Linked DNA regions of Mus musculus: regions 2 and 3 are each linked to region 1. A link is a contact called in public Hi-C and promoter capture Hi-C data. All regions are on one chromosome and are shown on one strand. The core of a region is the stretch at or near the end of the contact, and the rest is flanking DNA. Distances in the headings are between cores, read along the strand shown. Region 1 holds the start of Hp (haptoglobin). Region 2 holds the start of 1700064F23Rik (a long non-coding RNA gene). Region 3 holds the start of Tat (tyrosine aminotransferase).

What was found. Promoter capture Hi-C pulls out the DNA fragments that hold promoters and counts their contacts. Hi-C and Micro-C count contacts between places; a contact is called where the count stands out from the background.
Region 2: a promoter capture Hi-C map of liver shows a contact between it and region 1. The contact joins the promoter of 1700064F23Rik here to the promoter of Hp in region 1. A contact is called at or near these places in 3 of 39 promoter capture datasets (liver and pre-B cells), 5 of 484 Hi-C or Micro-C datasets (the G1E-ER4 cell line, embryonic stem cells and liver) and 1 of 9 other capture datasets (liver).
Region 3: a Hi-C map of liver shows a contact between it and region 1, with 6 times the contacts expected there. The contact joins the promoter of Tat here to the promoter of Hp in region 1. A contact is called at or near these places in 3 of 39 promoter capture datasets (embryonic stem cells and liver), 4 of 484 Hi-C or Micro-C datasets (all in liver) and 1 of 115 datasets of contacts at active chromatin or transcription factors (hepatocytes).

What each region holds. Positions count from the first base shown.
Region 1 is chr8:109,577,422-109,580,644 of GRCm38.p6, forward strand. It overlaps Hp (haptoglobin), which reads right to left and starts at 1,751. Exons shown (of 5, transcript NM_017370.2): 1 at 1,589-1,751; 2 at 59-141. The coding sequence starts at 1,593.
Region 2 is chr8:110,005,055-110,008,277 of GRCm38.p6, forward strand. It overlaps 1700064F23Rik (a long non-coding RNA gene), which reads left to right and starts at 1,471. Exons shown (of 3, transcript XR_879187.1): 1 at 1,471-1,749; 2 at 1,896-2,037; 3 at 2,355-2,472.
Region 3 is chr8:109,988,736-109,991,958 of GRCm38.p6, forward strand. Tat (tyrosine aminotransferase) reads left to right here and starts at 1,701. Exons shown (of 12, transcript NM_146214.3): 1 at 1,701-1,785; 2 at 2,738-2,984; 3 at 3,108-3,212. The coding sequence starts at 2,750.

The DNA of each region.
Region 1 (3,223 bases), core at 501-3,000:
CAGACTGGGGCTCAGCTGAGCTGGGGTGTGTAGCTCCTGGGGAACCCCAGAGACTCACCTTCAAAGTCCATGGCATCATTGCCCAACTCCACAGCAAAAAGCTGACCCCAGAGCAGGAGAGTGACAACAGCTCCCAGGGCTCTGTAGAGAAATGGCAAGAGGGAGTGGGGTTGGTCTCCTTGTACATGTGATCTCCTTACATACATGCATGCATGTACACAAAACACACACACACACACACACACACACACACACACTTTCCATTAAGCAGATACTAAAGGAAGAGAACAAGATGCTAAGACCAAAGAACTGCTTGCTACCCACCCCACCCATGCTTCAGCAAACTCCAGATGCACAAGAAGGGAATTTTGTAGAAGCTTAGAAAGGGACCACTGTGACAGAGGAAGGAAAGCACCGCCAGTGTGGCAGTATATGTGCCATCCCAGCTCTCCACACTCTGGCACAGAGGCAGGAGGATCGGGGCTTTGACCACAGCCTGTGCTGTGCCTATCTCAAAAAAAAGCTGAGAAGTGGGAGGTGGGAAAAGAGTGGAGTGGAGAGGAGGCCCAGGGCACAGTGGTGACCCCCGAGGTCCTGCGAGGGGAGGCCTCTGCTCCCATCCATTAAGTACCGGGCTATGAAGACATTGTTAGGACACTGTAACTAACTTAAAGATGACGGCTATAGTTTATTTTGCTATTCTCACTTTTGGAAATTTCCCATAATAAAAAGGTGGTTTTGATGTTTAATTTGTCATAGTCGCTGTTGTTGTTCTTAAGTCACAGTCCCATTCTTTGCCTAGGCTTTTCGCAAACTCCTGAACTCCCAGACTCACCCTGCCTCAGCTTTTGGAATCCCTGGGTGTGCACCATCATACATACATACATACATACATGCTACATACATACACACATCATACACACATACATACATGCTACATACATACATACATACATGCTACATACATACATGCTACATACATGCATGCATACATACATGCTACATACATACATACATACATACATACATACATACCGTATCATATGTGGTTGTTCCTATTACTTCATAGGTATTTGCCTTTAAAGGATTGCATATCAAGCCCAAGAATGCCAGAAAACTGTCTGTCTTCCTAACCTATGACTGTGGCCATCATTGGTACACAGACCACACTTAAATGCTACCCAGTTGCCTGCACATGCTGACCAGTCAGGAAGTTCTTCTGAACACTGTGCTTCTAGTCTTTTCGCTACCTTCAAAGTCTTTCTATTTTGATTAAAAAAAAAAAAAGTGGTCACCTTGATGGTGTCACTAAAATTTTAGCATGACAAGATTCACACTCAAAGTGCATAGTCAAGTTACAAGACCAAAAAAAAAAAAAAAATCTCCTAATGCTTTAGGTAAGTATACAGCAGTTCTGTGTTGCACTGCGTTCACAGTTGTCCTCAGCTGTGTGTGGCCTGCAGGCTGCAGGCTTAACTCCCACAGAAGGTTAGCTCATCAGCCTGGTTCCTGCATCCCAGCTTCTCACCTCTCCCCGTAGACTTATACTCGGTGTACTCAAAGTGGGAAGCGTGGGCTGTGGACTCACCTCATCGTGGACCTCTCTTGCCTCTCTCTGGAAGGGCTGGGCTGTGCTGACTCCGGCCGAGCCCTTTATGCCTCAGGGGTTTTATCCCACCACCACCACCACCACCTCCTCCTCCTTCTCCTCCTCCTCCTCCTTCCCCTCCTCCTCCATTTCTGTGTTTGCACAACGTCTCTAAGGTCACTGGCTGTTCCAGTAACCAAACCACAAAGCAAACCCCTGTCAAAAGCTGAGCTCTTGCTTCATACTTGGCCCTCTGCGTTGTGTTATTTTTACAAATCATGAAGAAATCTAGCAACTTCATGACCCCTCCCACCCACCACAATGGTGGATAACCCCTAGAGAGTGGGACGGGGAACAGGGGCATTAATCTGACACTTAATTGGGAGAGGGTGTTGGTTAGACCTTTTTTATTATTATTTCAAAGCCCCTTTAGACACCCTTGTGACCCAGCCTTAGCTGGAATTGTAAAGAAAGTGTTTTCCTTTTTTCAACCATGCTGCCTTAGTGTGGCCATCTCTGAGTGTGGCCAGCTCTGGAACTTGCAACCAACAGACTGGATTTATTGGGTCTTGATCCATTGTTCTTTAATCTCAGAGTGTCTAAAGCTATAGTGTAGACCGATATGGGACTCTTGTACTGGCTCTTTTATCTGGAGTTTTCAGTGCTGAGAAAAGTTTATCTCAGAACCATTTTCAAATCCAGTGTAGACATTCCTACACTCTCATTCAGAGAGCAGTAAACAGAAATTGGTTCCATTTGGCAGTTGCCCGCACCCACCCGTGAGGACATCTTCTGTTGCTAAAAGTGTTCCGACTTGAAATCAGTAAAGTGAGCCTGCTGTGTCTCCTCTGATTGTTCTTAGTGGAAAATCACACCACGTGGCTAATGTAGACACAGGGCAAACTCAATGGCAGGACATTCTGTAGCTTCACAGTCCAAATGGGCAGCTGAGAAAAGAAATCAATGCTTCAGCCATATACCTGTCCTGGCATGCTGTTCACTCAAATGTAGCAACTCAATCTAAATGGCTTCACTCGTTTAAAAAATAATTGTTTTTAAATTAGATCTCATCACAGAATCACTTGGGCTGTTCATAGTGGTATTGGTGTAGTACCACATCAACTGGGAAGAGCCCAGATCCCTATCAACAGGACACTGGTAACTAGTGTGCTTCATGGTCACTCCATGGGATATTGTCCGGCCATGCAGACACTTGGACAACAGAGAACAGGAATGATTTCACAGTTCTGACAAGAAAGGACAAAGCTGCACAGGAGAGCAGTGGGAAGTTCATTGCTCTGACAGAGCTCAAAGCCAAGCCCAGTTTGTTAAAGAACCCCAAACTCACAAACAACATCAAGACAATGAGAAGACAGGCCTGGAGCTATGGCTTAGTGGATAAGATCGCTCGCTGCTCTTCCAGAGGACCTGGGTTCAGTTCCCAGCATCGGATGGCTTACAACAGCTTGTGATTCCAGTTCCAGGGCATCCAGTGCCTCTGAACCCAGATGCAAGACACACACACACACACACACACACACACACACACACACACACACACCTACAATGCATATAGAAACAATAGAAGTAAAAAGGAAGATGCAAAAGTCACAGAAAAGGAGAGAATGTTTGCAG
Region 2 (3,223 bases), core at 221-2,720, 430 kb after region 1:
ACACACACACACACACACAAGCCACCAAACCTAGTTTTCCCTTCCTTCCTTCTTTCTGTCCATCCATCCATCTGTCTGTCCGTCCATCCGTCCTTCCTTTTTCCTCTTTCTGTGTGTGCATGTGGGTGCCAGAAGACAGCCTTGGGCACTCTTTCTCAGACACTGTTCATCTTACTTTCCAAGGCAGGGCCTCGCATTGGCCAGGAACTCACCAAGAAAGCTAGGCAGGTGAAAGGCTCTGCCTCCCCAAGTGCTAGGATTACAATAATTGCCACAGTACCTGATGCTTTAAAAAATGGGTTCTGAGGATTATGTGTGTGTGGTGTGTGGTGTGTGGTGTGTGGTGTGTGGTGTGTGGTGTGTGTGTGTGCGTGTGCGTGTGTGTGAGCAAGTGCATCCCACATCTCTGTGGGTACCCCTGGAGGCAAGAAGAGGGCATCAGATCCCGGGAAGCTGGAGTTTCAGGAAGCATGCATGTCTGAAATGGGTGCTAGACATTTAACTGAGGTCCTGTGCTCTGAGCCACTGAGTCGTCTCTCCAGTCCTGTGTTTGTTCTGATACAAGATCTTACTCGGTAGCTTAGGCTGACTTTGAACTCACAGAAGTTCTCCTGCCTCTGGTCGGGATTATGGATGTAAACCATCACTCATGGCCGAGAGTTCTCTTTTGAGCCCATCTTGTCATTCAAGGTTAACCTTTGGATGGGATTGGATTTATTCAGGCTTTTAAACTCCTAACTTTACCTGGGTCTAAGCTTTCTTTCCTAGGGCTGAACTGCACACCAGTTGGCTACTGCAATATTTCAATCATAATTTTATTCTTGTTTCTGTTCCTTGAGAGATTATCTTTCTGCTCTTTGAGACTGCTTGCAAATCTGAAAATACTTGCTGGTTATTTTTTTTTTTTATTCCAAGCGGGGCAGTGGTAGCACACGCCTTTAATCCCAGCACTTGGGAAGCAGAGGCAGGCAGATTTCTGAGTCGAGGACAGCCTGGTCTACAGAGTGAGTTACAGGGCTACACAGAGAAACTCTGTCTCAAAAAAAAAAAGAAGAAGAAAAAGAAGGAGGAGGAGGAGGAGGAGGAGGAGGAGGAGGAGGAGGAGAAAGAAGAAGAAGAAGAAGAAGAAGAAGAAGAAGAAGAAGAAGAAGAAGAAGAAGAAGAAGAAGAAGAAGAAGAAGAAGAAATTTTTTTCTTACATCTATTTATGTGTGGTGGTGGGAGGGGAGTGGTGCACATAGGGAGGCCAGAGGACAACGCGTGAGAACTAGTTCTCTCCTTCCACCGGTGGGTCTCAGGCATCGAACCCGGTTATCAGGCATGGCGGTGGGCATCTTTGCCCACGGGTCCAGTCGTTGGCTTGGATCTGGCTTTCCTAGCTGGGTGTTTTGAATCTTAGAGGGTGTCAGGTTATTTGCTTTGCTGTGTTGCCATGGAAACCCCACAGCCTGCTGCTCCCTTTCTCTACCCCAGAATCTCCAGCCATGCAGGTGACATTTAATGTTCTGACTGCACCGCTGTGGCAGTCAGCTTGACACTGCGTAGATTCTGACTGACCTTCTTCCAGGGCCCCCCTCCCTGCTCTAAGTCCCCTCCTTTGAAACGCTTTATGACCTTTCTCTAGTCTGTCTTTCATTTTCTTTGGGCCTTAACACGTGGGAGACTGCAATATCTCTCAGCACACCCTCATAGGCCAGCATCCTAACCTCATAGCCTGTCTCCTGTTGTGAACATACGGAGCTATGGCGGGTGAGGTGGTCAGACTCCTCACCCAATCCCTCCACTACTCATTTCAGCGTTTCCATAGCAACTGCTGTGTTTGCCTGAAGAAACACTTGAGTCCCAGGGGTTCTGCCTCATCCACAGGCTGACGCCTCTCAAATGTTTATCTCCAGGCTAGACCGCTCTCCTGAATTTCTGACCTGCACAGCTGACTCTCCCCCCAGTCCTCCACATGGAGATTTCAGAAAGCATCACCAGGCTATGGCTTTTGAGGTTCTACTCACAATGGAGCCGCCCACGTCCAGTCTTCTTCCGGTGAACCCTCCCCTTCTCAGTGATTGGCCAGCACCCCCCCCCCCCCACTCCTCCCTGTTTCCAAGTCAAGCCTCCCAAATATCCCTTAGATCCGGCCCCTCCTTCCCTGTTCACCAATGTCCGAGTTCTCCACACCCTCTTAACTGGCTTCACCATATCTGGCCCATCTACCTTTAACCTCGGGATAATCTGAACAAAAACCACAGTGATGTAAAACTCAAACCCAACTGTGTTAGGTTTCTAATGTCCTTATTAATTTCCGGTTGGTGTTGGGGACATGCAGAGGATAGAGCCAGCTCTCTCCTTCTACCATGCAGGTTCCAGGGGCCGAACTCAAGTCACCCATCAACTATGACAGCGAACTTTGTTGCCCGCTGCGCCACCTCACGGGCCTGCTTCACTTACTCTTAAGGGCAGGGTGTTCTGGTTAAATTTTTGTGAAACACAAAACTCATTGGACACAAACCTAGACACATTTGGGGAGGGACGGTCTCAGGCAAGGGTGACCCATGGGACATGTTTGTGGGCATTTTCATATATATATATATATATTAAGATTTATTAATTTTATTTTATGTGTATGAATGTCTCGCCTGAATGTATGTAAATGTAAAATAACCCACATGAATGATTGTTTCTTCAGGAGTCAGAAGAGGGTGTTGGGTCCCCTAGAACCAGAGTCACAGATCGTTGAGAGCCACCATGTGGAGAAGTGAGCCAGGGTCCTCTATAAAAACATCATGTGCTTTTTAAAATACAGGGTTTCTCTCTGTGTAGCCCTGGTTGTCTTAGAACTCTCTATGTAGTCCACGCTGGCTTTGAACTCACAGAGACCCGCCTGTCTCTGCCTCACAAGGGCTGGATTAAAGGTGTGCACCACTGTGATCCAAAACAAAGTGCTCTTGATTGCCGAGCCATCTCTTAAGGTTGATGTGGGAAAGGTCAACCCACTGTGGTGGCGTCACCCTGGCCAGGGGTCCTGGGTGGTGTAAGGAAGCCAGCTGTGCAAACGGCAAACAGTAGAGAACAATCGAGGAAGCGGAAGTCCTCCACGCTGGCTGCCTCTGCTCCTGCGTGAGTCCTGTCCAGACTTTACTGAGTGATGGACAGTGATTGGAACACGTAAGCCTTTGCTTCCCATTGCTTTCGATCATGGTTCTTAAACACAGAAGATAGCAAACCAGGA
Region 3 (3,223 bases), core at 451-2,950, 410 kb after region 1:
GTTCAGCAAGTGATTTTACCGGCTGAGCAATCTCATCAGGCTTTGAAAAGAGTTTTTATGGCTTTATTCAAAATGTCAAAGAATCTTTCAACGTGCAATCAGTATAAAATTAATGAGGTAGTTGGCATTTTTAACACTAAGTCTCCAGAACGTGATTATATGAACGAAACATCTCATCTAAAGATCAGCCACATTTCAAGGATCAAAAGTCAATTATGATTGTGGCTGCTATATGAGACCATGCAACTCTAAACTAAGCGGAGAGGCTAGAGGTACAACTCAGTGGTGAGGCGTTTGCTTTGGTTCAATTCCCTATATCAAAAAGGGGTGTGTGGGGTGGGGTGGGGTGGAAAGTGACTGAGGAAGACACCCAATGTCCTAATGTCCACAAGAAAGTGCACAGCAGGACTCTGGCAACACCTGTGTTTTATGAAGCATCTCTGCATGCCGTAGCTTTTATTGGAGGTGATAGTGATACGTGTCTTTGGGCACTAGAGCTCTGTCGTGCCCAGTGTGATGTGAGCCTTGTGCATCTAAATAGTACTCTGCCTTTTCAGGCCCACGGCAGGAAGTAGACGTTGTAGGCCTGCAAAGTGTGGTGATTGGAGCACTGCACATGCGCAGAGACACTGCTACGCAAATATTAGTCTAGCGCCTCTGGTGGATGGTGCCTGTTGAGGGAGCAAGGAGCAGGTGTGGTCCAGGAATCAGAGTGTGTGTTTCAGCATAGGAGAGAGATTCTACCACTAGTGTTGTTAGTTCCATTGTTAACTTTGTGATCAAATACAAGCTGCTCTGAGAATTTCCTATTCTTTAAAGAAAAAATTAAAAACTTCAGACTTCAGATCCTTCAACTCACTGCATTCCTGAACAGTTTTGTACCCTAATGAAAATTAAGCTGCAGAGAATTTGGCTGCCTTGTTTCTTGATGGATTATTAATTTGTTTTAACTTCCCATTTTGTTCTAAATGGAGTCCAGACCTCTGTGGTATGCCAAGTAAAGGGGATCAAGGCACAGGACAAAGTAACAACAACGACTATGACGACGACGACGACGACAATGGCAATGATAAATGCCCACTGTCAAATGAGCGCGTGATTCTATCTGTGCTTTGAAAATTTATTAAATCACGTATTCATTTATCTCTGCATCTATTTATCTATCCTTATACTAACCTATTTGATGGAATTTTTTAATTTGTTTTTCCTTGGAGTGCGGTTGAATTTTTGTGGAGATTCCCATTGTCCATAGCAAATCCCACATGCAGTAGATGAATAGTCAACCAAGCTCTTATCATTGCCCATGTCCAGGAGTGAGACTGGAGTGCACAGAGAAAGCACTACCAGAAGGACCCTCATTTTAATGCATTTCTGTACTGTTAACACAATAGTTTTCATAACAAAATAAGGACAATAAAGTTAATCGCTGTCACCCCAACTGCCCTCCACAGTTTCCTGAAACAGCTCACCAAATGACCAGAAAGAGTTAACACAGAGAATTCCAGATAACGTGATGTGTGGACAAATCCCAGATTGGATGGTGGCCCAGGGTTGGGGTGAGAAACAGCAGAGTGTGGGGGGGGGGAGTGGGGGGAGGTCCAGGGGAGGGGCTTAGTCCTCACTCTCAACCAATAGCATAAGGGCTTCAGGCCCAACGCCCATTGGCTGAAACTATTTCAAGGGTCAGGACCGCACCTGAACTCATCATCAGAGGACTTGGTGGAGGAGCGCTCGTGGGCCTTATAGGTTTGGCTGCTTGGAGACTGCTTTGCCTGGACGAGGAAGGTAATCCCGGAGGTTCTCTGCACTGTGATGGTGATTGCGATGCTCCTGGCTTTCTTTCTGATATTCTGGCTTTTTCTGCCCAGGGCTGGGATGCTTATCTGACATGTCCTTACTTTAACTAGCATCAATATTCATCTGTCTGTCTGTCTGTCTGTCTGTCTGTCTGTCTCTGTCTCTCTCTCTCTGTTCCTTCTTCCCTTCCTCTCTCTTTCCTTAATGGTATTATGATTGAACATAGGTCCTGGCTCTGCTAGCCAAGTGCTCCACTGCCTTAGTTTTACAGTTTTTGAGTTTTTGGTCTTGCCAAGATGCCCAGGCTAAGGTACTGGGAAGACCCTTTCTCGGGGGCGAGATGGTAGCCCACATGCTTTGATGAATACTCTCCTGTCATTTTTTTTTTTCTCTCGGTTTAACTCAGAGCATAGGGTTAGAGTTGCATATAGAAAATCCCACAAGGCTGAGAGCTGACCCAGCAGGAAAAGCCCTTGTCATCCAAGGGCAAGAATTAGAATTCGGATCTCTAGGACCCATGTAAAGTCAGATGTGGCGGTACACATCTGTAATGCCAGAACCCACAGTGAGATGAGGCGGATGGTGAGGACTGCAACCTGAGGTTGTCCTCTGACCTCCACACATTTGTAGTGGAACATGTGTATGCACAAGTACACACCCATGCCAAAGACAAGTGGAAAAAAAACAATCCTACTTGTAGTAGATAAATATTCAATTAAATGCTCCCTGATAATTTTGAAAATGAGTTGCTCCTATATTTTCTATCTCTGCAAGACATTCTTAAACCCCACTCCTATTCATATCCAAAGCTGTCTTACAAGTGAAATCATATAAAAGCATTAGAGAGATGCATGTGTGAGGTCACCCCTGCTTAGGTCTAAACACAGCTCCCCAACTCCCCATCTTAGCCTTACAGGGACGTCTCTTTTTTTCCCTGTAGGCTTTGTGAGCCATGGACTCCTACGTAATCCAGACGAATGTCAATGACAGCCTACCTTCAGTGCTGGATGTTCGCGTCAATATTGGCGGGAGAAGCTCGGTGCAAGGGAGAGCGAAGGGCAGGAAGGCCAGGTGGAATGTGAGGCCCTCTGACATGTCCAATAAAACCTTCAATCCCATCCGAGCCATTGTGGACAACATGAAGGTGAAGCCGAATCCGAACAAAACCGTGATCTCTCTGTCAATTGGTGAGTTCGGGCCACTTGACCTCCCGCTCTCATGTGCTGCCAGGAAGAGAGGGGAGGAGATAAGACCCGAACGTGGGGATGTAAAGTCTTGGCGGTTCTTTAGCTTCTCTCTTCTGTGAACAGGGGACCCTACTGTGTTTGGGAACCTGCCCACAGACCCTGAAGTGACCCAAGCCATGAAGGATGCCCTGGACTCCGGGAAGTACAATGGCTATGCCCCATCTATCGGTAAGCTTGCC